Regions from separate parts of the Gossypium arboreum genome. Here region 2 is linked to region 1. A link is a contact called in public Hi-C data. All regions are on one chromosome and are shown on one strand. Each heading gives the region's core, a stretch centred on a gene start, on an enhancer-like site or on the middle of the called end of the contact. The rest is flanking DNA. Distances are from core to core; before and after follow the strand shown. Region 1 holds the start of LOC108456175 (glutamate-1-semialdehyde 2,1-aminomutase 2, chloroplastic). Region 2 holds the start of LOC108450453 (chaperone protein ClpC1, chloroplastic).

Evidence for each region. A called contact is a pair of places that touch in the nucleus more often than the background predicts.
Region 2: a contact with region 1 is called in a Hi-C map of leaf, with 2.7 times the contacts expected there. The contact joins the promoter of LOC108450453 here to the promoter of LOC108456175 in region 1. A contact is called at or near these places in 2 of 5 Hi-C or Micro-C datasets (both in leaf).

The regions. Positions count from the first base shown.
Region 1 is chr7:99,820,972-99,826,850 of ASM2569848v2, forward strand. LOC108456175 (glutamate-1-semialdehyde 2,1-aminomutase 2, chloroplastic) reads left to right here and starts at 2,134. Exons shown (of 3, transcript XM_017754777.2): 1 at 2,134-2,480; 2 at 3,284-3,457; 3 at 3,724-4,991. The coding sequence starts at 2,301. The coding sequence ends at 4,791. It overlaps LOC108469691 (protein MICRORCHIDIA 7-like), which reads left to right. Exons shown (of 21, transcript XM_053030528.1): 21 at 266-1,438. The coding sequence ends at 343.
Region 2 is chr7:100,040,938-100,046,816 of ASM2569848v2, forward strand. It overlaps LOC108450453 (chaperone protein ClpC1, chloroplastic), which reads right to left and starts at 3,698. Exons shown (of 10, transcript XM_017748089.2): 1 at 3,431-3,698; 2 at 2,297-2,869; 3 at 2,088-2,203; 4 at 1,872-1,991; 5 at 1,602-1,787; 6 at 1,230-1,445; 7 at 788-1,005; 8 at 620-695; 9 at 445-534; 10 at 1-324. The coding sequence starts at 2,855.

The DNA.
Region 1 (5,879 bases), core at 884-3,383:
AATTAATACAAAGTAAATCAAGTTTCACTTTGATCAAAATTTCAGTAGATCTGGGTCGATGCTGACATGTACCAGCCCGTATCCATTAGTAAAAGTTATCTAAAAAATATGTACTAGTGTCAGTATTGACAATCTTTCTAAAAACACTTTCATATTCGAACTTTTTCTTACATTTACCGAATCTTTATTTTCTGTCACCTGATTTCGTTTTCGTTTCTCCTCTTTGGAACAACCCATCAATGTTTGATAATGGTTGGCATTGTAGGAAGCATCTAATACCATACAAGAATTGCTTGACAAGATTAAGTTGCTGGAGAAGATGAAATCTCCCGTACTTCGATAGCCGATCAACATTATTTTCTGGTAACGACAGACTTCCCCTTACCCGTATTTTTTGGTGCGTTTTGGTTTTGGGTTTGGATCAATGGCAATTCATTTTTGTAACATTGGCTTAGGGGACAGCTCAATAGATTCACACCTTTACATGTTTTGGTTTTGGTTAGTCTTAGTGACTTATTTGCCATCTAGGTAGGTAGTTGCCATGTTATTCGAGTTAAATGACATGAGTGTTGGGAATGAATATATGTATATTTTGAAATTTTAAATTTATGTCCGAATATTTTATCATTAAAAATTATATGCATATTGTATATTTTTCTTATTAATTGTGTAAGTAGAACATGATAACATCATGAAACATGAATTATATCTCTATGATTATGTGATGCGAAATCCAGGACTCAAATTCAATGGTTAGAATCGAAAATTGAATAAAATGGATGGTTCTTTTATTATAAAACACATATAATCTGAAGATGAAGATGATCAATATAACAATAAAAAAAAAAGTGGTCTAACAATATATCACATAAATAATAATATCTCTATGATTCTATTACTTTATTTTATTAACATTTATTAATTATCGAATTTATAATAATTGCTTTGTCTCATGCATATCATGTTTAAAGCTAGATTTTTTCAATGTATATATTTTTGCCACTATGATTCAAATTCATGAGTTGCTTCTGGGTTGAAGATGCTCCTCCAGATGTTTGTGAAATAGTTGCTGCGGACCGACGGTGGCTGGACCCTCCGTGATTTCCGGCGATTGTGGGTCTATTTTGGGATCGAGACTCTACATATGTTTGGGATTAGGGTCCCCTCCGTTTCCGTTCCTACTCAAGTTGCTTTCTGGTGGGGAGGATTGGTCGTTTTGCCGAGCTGAAGGTCGGGGGCTGGGGTTGTTTTCGTTTTTAGGGTTTCAGGTTAATTTTTGTTGCTGATTTGGGATTTTTTCGTGGTTTGATTTCTTTGTTGTGTTTTGCTGTTTCCTTTTCTTTAGCTCCGATTGGGGCTTCTCTTTTGTTTGGGTTGTATTGTTTTTTCCCCTTTCCAATGTCTATAATAAAGCAAAGCGAATCATTTTCAAAAAAAATTCATGAGATTTAAAAAAAAAAATACATTTGCAATTGACTTAAATCTCTACAAACTCATACGCCATAAACAGTGCTGCTTAGTGGGTTGAACAGCAAGTCCTTTTTTTTTTTTTTGTAAAAAAAATTAGAGAAAGGATGTATCTCAACAAGTTATCAATACCTACTTTCACCAGTGTTATTATATTCTTCTTCCCTCTAACTTCCTGTCGAAGGTGTCAAAAGCAAAGAGAGGTTCCCTCAAAATCATGTTAATGGCAAAAACATAAATACATCGCATAAATTATTACACTTCGAGAACAAGAACAACTGTAAAAAAAAAAAAAGAACAGAAAAATATTTATACTGATGAACGTGCACGTTTACACATCTAACTTACACGTTACGAACTGGATTATCCCTGTAATTCTAACCTAAAAGTGTCTTTTTATACTTTTTCAGTAGATTCATACAACCTTGACATAAACAAATGGCCACCAACAGAACTGTCGAACTCAAGAAGTGAGTTTTGGGGTGGATATGTAATGCTGATAGACCAAGAGGTGGGATTGTAAGGCTAGAATAGGTTGTAGTGGGCCTGTGTCCATTTTTGGGCTTTCCACCTAGAACTGGGACATTTTCATGCATTAAAACATAATTTGATTATTGGTCCACCCAAAACGGTTTAGTCTGTATCCTATACACTCACAACCCAGCCATATTATAAACCCAGAAGTTGACAAAAACAATGGGGTAGACTGCTCGGTGGCTAATCTATAGCCTATTGGCTAGTCTTTCTTACAATTTTACCATTTTCTTATCTTCTTCTTCTTCTTCTTGAGACTTGCCTAGAAGATCACTGAGAAACAAATACAGATAGAAAAAATGGCGGCCTCAATAGGTGGAATTGGAATTGGGTTAGGTCTTTCTTGTTCTTCCAACCTTTCTAAATCACTTCATTCTTCACAATCCTCTGGTTTTCGTGTTAAGATGACTGTTTCAGTTGAAGATAAAAAGAAGAATTATACCCTTCAAAAATCTGAAGAAGCTTTCAATGCTGCCAAGGTAATTCTCTCAGTTCTGTCCTTTTATTACTATTTAAAAAAAATTCATCTCATTTGATTGATTTCTCGATCTGGGTTTGTTATGGCATGGATGAAAATGAATAAAAGATTCCACCTTGATTTCTTTGTACTCTGTTTGGGCTAAAGGAATTGATAGGAAGTTTAGTATGTTAGATTGCTGATCAAATATTTTTAAAGATTTGACCCAATTGGCCTTAATATCATATATTAGTACTTATAGCTTAGACCTGGGCACAGTAGGCCCCTGACCTTTGAGGGCCGGGTTCGAGTCCCACTATCTGCAATTACAATCTGTGGGTCTCTCTCCCACTCTGTGTGTATGCTTGGATTAATCCAGCTTTTGTCCGGTCTTTTTCATCTGTGCATTGTATTGGTTGGATTCTCCATTGTAGTTTGTCATTGTATTGTCTTTGTACTAGTGAAACTTTCAAAAAGAAAGAAAAAAAAAAACATATAGCTTCATATTGAGACTTTGAGCAGGCTTTGAAGGAACTATTATGCTTTTGACATTGTAAAAACTCCTTGCTTATCACTAAAATAATATGTAAAATGTATATCTAATTGGATGGTTACTCCTTTGATGAAGCTTACCATGTTAACTTTATATAATTGTATTGAGAAGTATCATTGGTTTTAATTATGGATACCTTATAGATTTGTAGCTATAGTGGCAGTTTTTAGTTTCTATTGTTATGTCACTATCTTTTCATTTACCCTTTTATATCTTATTTTGAGTATATTTTTCCATTGACTCCTCTAAGAGCATTTTTCTTTCGGGGGCAGAATTTGATGCCTGGAGGTGTAAATTCTCCTGTCCGTGCCTTTAAATCCGTTGGTGGACAACCGATTGTGATTGATTCTGTTAAAGGTTCTCATATGTGGGACATAGATGGTAATGAGTATATCGACTATGTTGGCTCCTGGGGTCCGGCTATAATTGGTCATGCAGATGATGAGGTTAGGTTTTTTCTTCTTTTCATCTAAATCTACCTTGCTTGTTTTCATTTTAGTGTTTTAACATCCCGAGCAACGAGCATCTTACATAGTTCCTTGTCTTTCAATGACAAATGGCGTAAGGTCAATGTTTGTGCACTTCTTCATGATAAAGTGGTTTGGCGATGTTCTTTTATGTGAGATGCAATGATGCACTATCTCTACCTAGAGTTGTTAGGTGTGTAATGGAGATGACTAATAATTCTCCATCGCTTTGCTTATATCTGCAGGTCCTTGCTGCTTTGGCTGAAACTATGAAGAAAGGAACAAGCTTTGGTGCTCCTTGTCTTCTTGAGAATGTTCTAGCAGATATGGTCATCTCTGCTGTTCCTAGCATTGAAATGGTTCGATTTGTAAACTCTGGTACAGAAGCATGCATGGGTGTGCTCCGTCTTGCCCGTGCTTTTACTGGCCGAGAGAAGATCATTAAATTTGAGGGTTGTTATCATGGCCATGCCGATCCATTTCTTGTCAAGGCAGGTAGTGGAGTCGCTACTTTAGGGCTTCCTGACTCTCCTGGTGTTCCCAAAGCAGCTACATTCGAAACTCTAACTGCCCCTTACAATGATATATCGGCTGTTGAGAATCTATTTAACAGTAACAAAGGGGAACTTGCGGCGGTTATTCTTGAACCTGTTGTTGGGAACTCTGGCTTCATTCCGCCTAAACCTGACTTCCTTGAGGCTCTACAACGCTTAACCAAGGAAAATGGCACTCTCCTCATATTTGATGAAGTGATGACCGGATTTCGCTTGTCCTATGGCGGGGCACAGGAATATTTTGGGATTACTCCTGATTTAACAACCCTAGGGAAGATAATTGGTGGTGGTCTTCCTGTTGGTGCATATGGAGGAAGGAGGGAGATCATGGAGATGGTGGCACCAGCAGGGCCAATGTACCAGGCTGGGACCTTGAGTGGGAACCCATTGGCGATGACAGCCGGGATACAGACCCTTAAGCGGTTGAAAGAGCCAGGAACATACGAATACTTGGATAAGATCACCGGACAACTTGTTCAAGGCATTTTAGATGCTGGAAAAAAGACAGGACACGCAATCTGTGGGGGGTATATCAATGGGATGTTTGGATTTTTCTTCACAGAAGGACCTGTTTACAACTTTGACGATGCAAAGAAGAGTGATACGGCAAAATTTGCCAGGTTTTATAGGGGAATGCTGGAGGAAGGTGTATACTTGGCACCTTCACAGTTCGAAGCTGGATTTACAAGCTTGGCACATACTCAGGAAGACATCCAAAAGACCATTGCAGCAGCTGAGAAAGTTCTTAGCAAGATTTAAGGTACTTTGTCCAATCCTGTTCTCACTTTCCTATTGAATGAGTAGCCATTTAGCTAGGGAATCAATGGTTCTTTTGTTGTCAGCTTTTCAGATTAAGATTTGTGGTCATTGCCTCTTACTTTAGAGTCTGTATTTCTCATGAAACTTTGTATCGATGCTAATGTATGAGATAATTATCGGCTTTTAAAGCTTGTTTACAACCTCAGCTTTATTGAACTGCAATGCGTGAAAGTTGAAAAAGCTTTCATTGCCTACATGAAAAGGCCTTTTATTAGTAATAGATTGCATTTATACAGAAGCATTTCTCCTTACAAATTGGTGTACATTTTGTCTTTACGTAGAGTCTATACAGCTTTACGTATAATTCAAGCTAGCATTTGATTACTAGCATCAGGGGTGAATCTAGAAATTTTTTTAAGGGGTCAAAATTGAATTACAAATTTTTGAGATGTCAAATATAGATTTAATCATGTGTTAATTTATGATTTTATCATTTTTGAAGGGACTAAATAGAATGTATTTCACTTTTTGGGCGCCAAAGCATAATTTTCCCTTATGTTAATTTATAATTTGATCATTTATAGAGAGTTAGAATTGCAATTTCTAAATTTTAGGGGGCAAAGTCCTTGCTTACCCTTGTATAAATGATTTTGAATACTTATTTGTATTTCTCTTTGTTGTTCTTGAATGCTTCCATAATTGCTTCCTTGGCTACAACGTAAGATAAGAAACCGACATGCAAATTAACCTCTTATGCCTACATTCTTTGTTGTTCTTGAATGCTTCCATAATTGCTTCCTTGGCTACAACGTAAGATAAGAAACCGACATGCAAATTAACCTCTTATGCCTACATTCATGCCCAAAACTTAACAAAAAGTCCTAACAAAAGTAAAATATTAGGTTAGAACCCTGAAGCTCTGTTGCTTAACTTCTCAAAACACTCTCGATTCCCTCGAACCTATGCGTAACTCACAAGTTGAGCTTTTTATCCAATTTGCATGCTATACATCAACTTCAGCTAACATAACATTAAACACAATTACAACATCTTACATGGCAAATTTACATGACTAGGTTACACTACTT
Region 2 (5,879 bases), core at 2,448-4,947, 220 kb after region 1:
GCTGGCAATTGGCCGGTTGGGGTTCTTGAGACCAACACGAGCACGTCGAATAGCACGGCTAATGGCTTTGACAGCTTCATCCTGACCAATGACTCGCTTATGAAGGGTCTCTTCCATTTTAAGTAGGCGATCAGATTCATCAGTTGATACTTTCTCGACAGGAATACCAGTCCATGAAGAGACTATATGCTGAATGTCGACTTCAGTCACTACAGGCCCTCCATCCCCTGCCTCCGCCTCTGCCTTATTCATCTCCTTGTCTTTCTCTTGGATTGCAGTGATCTGAGCCCTGAGTTCAATTTCCCGATCACGTAATTCCCCAGCCTGTTTATGCCAAACCCACAACATAAAAAGCAAGAGTTAGGACCTGGGGGAGGACCATTGATCCACCCTCCGAAGGAAATCAGCAAAAAAGGCCCCAAGAAACTCGAAATAATTCTGTACCTTCTCAAAGTCCTGGCTGCGAACTGCTTCGTTCTTCGACTTTGTGATCTGCCGGAGCTCTTTCTCAAGCTCTCTAGCTTCCTCAGGGAGCTGTATCAACAATGTCATGAAAATGAACTTGAGAAGGAAAAGCATGCAAGAGTCACTTCATGACTAGGTTATTATACAAGCATACCTGTGCATGACGAAGGCGAACACGAGATCCAGCTTCATCAATCAAGTCAATTGCTTTATCAGGCAGAAAACGATCACTGAAGCATACAGAAACCGAAATGAGAAACAAAAAGGGAACTCCAGATTCAATGACTATAAAGGAACTCCATGAAATAAGATGACCGTGTACCTGATGTACTGGTATGAAAGCTGTGCGGCAGAGATTAAGGCCTCATCTGTGTAACGAAGCTTGTGGTGAATCTCGTAACGCTCTCGTAAACCTTTCAAAATCTGTATAGTTTCATCAACAGATGGTTCGGGCACTTTAACTGGCTGGAAACGCCTTTCCAAAGCTGGGTCTTTCTCAATATGCTTTCGGTATTCATCAAGTGTGGTAGCTCCAATACACTACATCAATTCAAGTAAAAGTGTAAACGATACTATAATTTCAACAGTAGTAGAAATTCAACATGCATTTCTTACACCTAACTAGAAAATTCCAATAAACAGCAAAAGCAGACCGCACATAACTCAAATTAGAAGCCGGATATAAAAATTAACTAGTCTCTAAACGATTATAGTATTTAGTGAAACCGTCAATAGAAGTCTTAAGTGTGTCGATAGCAGTGTACCTGCAATTCACCTCTTGCAAGAGCAGGCTTCAAGATATTGGCAGCATCAATCGCACCTTCAGCTGCTCCAGCTCCAATCAAAGTGTGCACCTCATCAATAAACAATATTATCTCATCACTTTGCTTGATTTCCTCCATTAGCTTCTTCAACCTCTCCTCAAACTCACCACGATATTTTGTTCCGGCAACAAGAAGACCCATATCAAGAGTTATAACCTGATAAGAAAACCATAACAAATGCGTTGTTCTAATTGTTGTAAGATCAAGGAAATTCTAATCCGGAACACGCATTAAGAAAATTCAAAGTCAATTCCTTCAACCCTTTTGCTAAAATAGAATGTTTTTAATAGTAAAAAGAACATGTATATGCACCTTCTTGCCCTCAATAGTATCAGGAACATCACCAGTAGCAATTCGCTGGGCAAGGCCTTCTGCAATAGCAGTTTTTCCAACACCAGGTTCTCCAATAAGACACGGGTTGTTTTTGGTTCGTCTACCCAATATTTGGACAACTCGTTCGATTTGATCTTGCCTTCCAACAACAGGATCCAATTTACCCTAAAAATAGAAAATACTTTTTTAAAAACAAGCAAACATGAATACCAAAATGATAAAAAATGACAAATAAATAAAACCAATTACCTCTTCAGCTAACTTAGTCAAATTGGTTCCATATTCCTCAAGTGTTGGCATCTTTGTGTTACCAGTTGATCCACCGGTAACCACACTAACTTCGTTGCCCTCACCAACCATACGAATAACCTAGTCAATCAAATAGTAAAAATTTAACCCCAGTTAATTTTTAAAATATAAATAAAAAATTTTAAACAAGATAAAGTCAATAAAGGCATTTCTTGCCTGTGTGCGGATATTGCTTGGGTCAGCACCCAAATTCTCAAGAACACGTGCTGCTACACCTTCACCTTCACGAAGCAACCCCAGAAGCAGATGCTCTGATCCAATGTAATTATGGCCTGAAATGTTATAAAAATAAGCTTATATACCAGTTAATCAAAGTAAATTCAACAAGTAATTTAAAAGCTGCTGTAAATTATCTATAAAGATACCAAGTTGGCGAGCTTCTTCTAACGAGAGTTCCAAAACACGTTTAGCACGAGGTGTAAATGGAATTTCCACAGCAACAAAACCACTTCCCCTTCCAATTATCTTCTCCACTTCAACTCGCGCATCTTTAAGATTGATTCCCATGGATTTAAGAACTTTTGCAGCAATGCCAGTACCTTCACCAATAAGACCCAACAAAATTTGCTCTGTACCGACAAAGTTATGGCCAAGTCGCCTAGCTTCCTCTTGAGCAAGCATGATTACTTTAATTGCTTTTTCAGTAAAGCGTTCAAACATGGCTTTAGGCACACACCTACTTCCCCTTCCACGTTGAGACGAGATTGAAATCGCAACCTTGGAATGGAAATCTTGGTCAACTCTAACCATATTATCCAAAGAAGCTGAGCCCCGCAACCCAGAGAAACTATTTATCCTCAATCCAGGTGTTCGTAAACTAGACATCATTTTGACAGACCTTTTCGATTTCCCAGTGGATCGACCATGACTTCGACTCGTAACTAGAGAAGGAACAATAGTCGACTGCGCCAGAACTTTAGCCATCACTCCTAAACTATCTGCGATAAGACAAAGACTAATTAAATTAAATAACCCCCAAACAAACAAAACAACACTTGCATTCTTCAAAAATATTGCAAATCATTAACCAACAATAAGAGATTTGGAAGAACAGTCACAAATAAATGAAGGTTCACATATGTAATCTCAAAATCAACTAAAAATGGAAACAATTTACCAAGAAAAGGGATAATTAACAGTTCTTACACCACTGAGTTAAGCACTTCTAGCAAATCATAAATTCATCAACCCAAAACAATATATCCAGAGCTAATCCATTAGCAATCATTACTATTATCATAACCCATAGAAGGAACTTATACAAAATGTCAACAGGTGGGCTACTCACCTTATCCATTACCAATCACCAAGTCTTTTTGGGTTTTACAATAAAGAAATCAAGAAAGAGAATCAATTAAAACCCAAACCAACCAAAACCCTAAAATCAAATTTTTCTTTATTCAAACAAAAAAAACCCACGAAACTAAAACCAAAATCCAAACCATCAAAGCATAAGAAAAGCATAAAAAATTAAACCTCAAGAAAGTTCCATAACTCACCGAAAAGAAAGAGGGTGAAATTGAATAGAGAGTGAAATGGACAGTAAAATATACTAAAAAGGGGTCTTTTCTTTTGGGAATTGCAGAGAGAAGAGACCCTATTTTTACCCTTTTTTTGTTCTTTTAAACTGATAGTAGGAATGGTCGGCCGAAGAGCAAATAAAGAGGATAGATGTGGCTTATATTAACACGCTCTCTCTCTCTCTCTCTCTTTGATAATTCTCTACGTCGACAATCTATCATCTTCTATCGACTTCTCCGCCATTTGATTTACACTTGTTTAGATTTTTGTGGTTTAAGATGATATTTTTACTAGATTATCGATTTTCTGTTTAATCAATTCAATTATAAATTTACTTGTATATAAATAAATAAATTTAAATTTTTTATAAAAATCATAAAAGAAATTTAATAAATACAAGTAAATTATGAAATAGTATTTGATGCATTACTCTCAAGAGAATTTTAAACTCCACCAAAGGAGAAAATATAATAAAATATTTTAAAAAATACATGACCGTTTTTGAAGAACACTTCTAAAATAAATAAAAATGTACACTACTATTATATCAAATGCTAACCAAATTATAATAAAAACATAATCATTCAATTTTTTTTATAAACTATAACAATAAAATCAATTATTTAAAATAATTTGACCCAATCTTCGCAAAGTTAGAATATTTTTTGGACAGAGTGAGATTGAATTAATATTTTTATAAAGTTAAAATATGTGTTGGAAACCACATATATCTTTGTAGCTTTTAAAAGATTAAATTAAAATTTTATAAATTTTAAGGGCTAAAAGCATAATTTTCCTCCATTCCAATCTTGTTTTGATAATTATGCTAACATATTTTGTAAAAGTTAATTACAAAATATAATTATATTGTTGGATAAAAATATATGTTGAGTTTTGAAAATTATTTATTATTTACCTTAATATTATTAATATAATATTTTATATTATTGTAATAATTTTGAATTAAAAGATAAATACGAATATGAATATGAAGCAATTTGTTAAAATATATTTTTATTAAAAAATCAACTAAATTTTGTATCACTAAAATTTTAACATATGTGTCAAATACATTAAAAATGAGAAAATTTTTCAAAGAAATTACAAATTTCAAGATAATTTTATATTTTAATTTCATAATTCATAATTTAATCTAAATTACTAATATGTTAATTATTTCTGTTAAAATACCAACATGAAATCAGATAGAAAAATCTAATTTTATTTTGTTTTGTTTTAAATAAGAAATTAGCATAAAATCTCATCTAATCTCAAAATTGAGGTCAATCTTTTTTTATATCTTAGTGCTAAAAACAACAAAAATAAATATTTATTAATATATTTATATTTATTATGTATATAATTTTTCGAACATATAAAAATAATCATTAATTATTTAAATTTTATATTGCTATAAGTATATAAATTAAATATTAGTTTTAGATATACAGACAAAAACACCGCTTAAAATCTAACAGCCTTTACATTCGTTGCTTTTACGGTACGTCAATACAAAAAATCTCAGTCCCATTCTTGTCCCTAGATATTTTCTTTGTTTGACTTGTTTGCCCTTTGTTACTCTGTTTTTATTGGTTTATATCTTTTAGTGCAATTTGAAAAAGAAAAAGGTTTAATGTTGAAATTGTGCCCAATATTTCAGGGGTTGCTTACGTAATAACAAAACCTTTCAAAATGGTTATTTAAATGTCTAATCTTTATACAAACGGTCAAATGAAGATCAAACTTATCCAAACAGCCATCTTAAAAATATTAAATAAGGACTTCTTAAATGTCGTATATCATGTTTCAAATTATGTTAAGATTACTTTTTTTTTTCTTTTCAAGTAATATCTTATTAAAACGTTATGTGTTTTATTCTAAACGCGTCAATATTTACATAACTTTTTTTACAAATTAGACTAAAGTGCGTAAAAAACCCTTATTTGAACACATTTAACCATTTTAAAAAATTTTACCTTTACTTGAGCAATATATAACCCAAAAAAAAAAAGCATGATTTTTAATATTATTATATTATTATATGCAATTATAGCTGACTTTTTTTTTTAAAAAATTATTAAATAATATATTAAAAATATTTAATAATACAATTTATTTGATGTTATTGTCAACAAGTTTGAAGAAAGCATTTGTAATTGCCAGTTTTCATCTTCTACAGAAGTGTTGGAAGTATGCAAGACTGAGAGACAATAAGTAAAGGACAATTTGCGCAAACACACCAAATATTGTTTATGCAATTTGATGAATACAACTGAGAAAATTCATTAATTTAACCCAATCAATCCTAAAATTATTGTATCATTATAGAAACTTCTTGCTCTCAAATAATTTCCTACTAAAGGCAGCAAATACTCACCACAAGTGATAAAGTAATCTCAGAAATGTATCAAAGAAAGAAAAACTCCT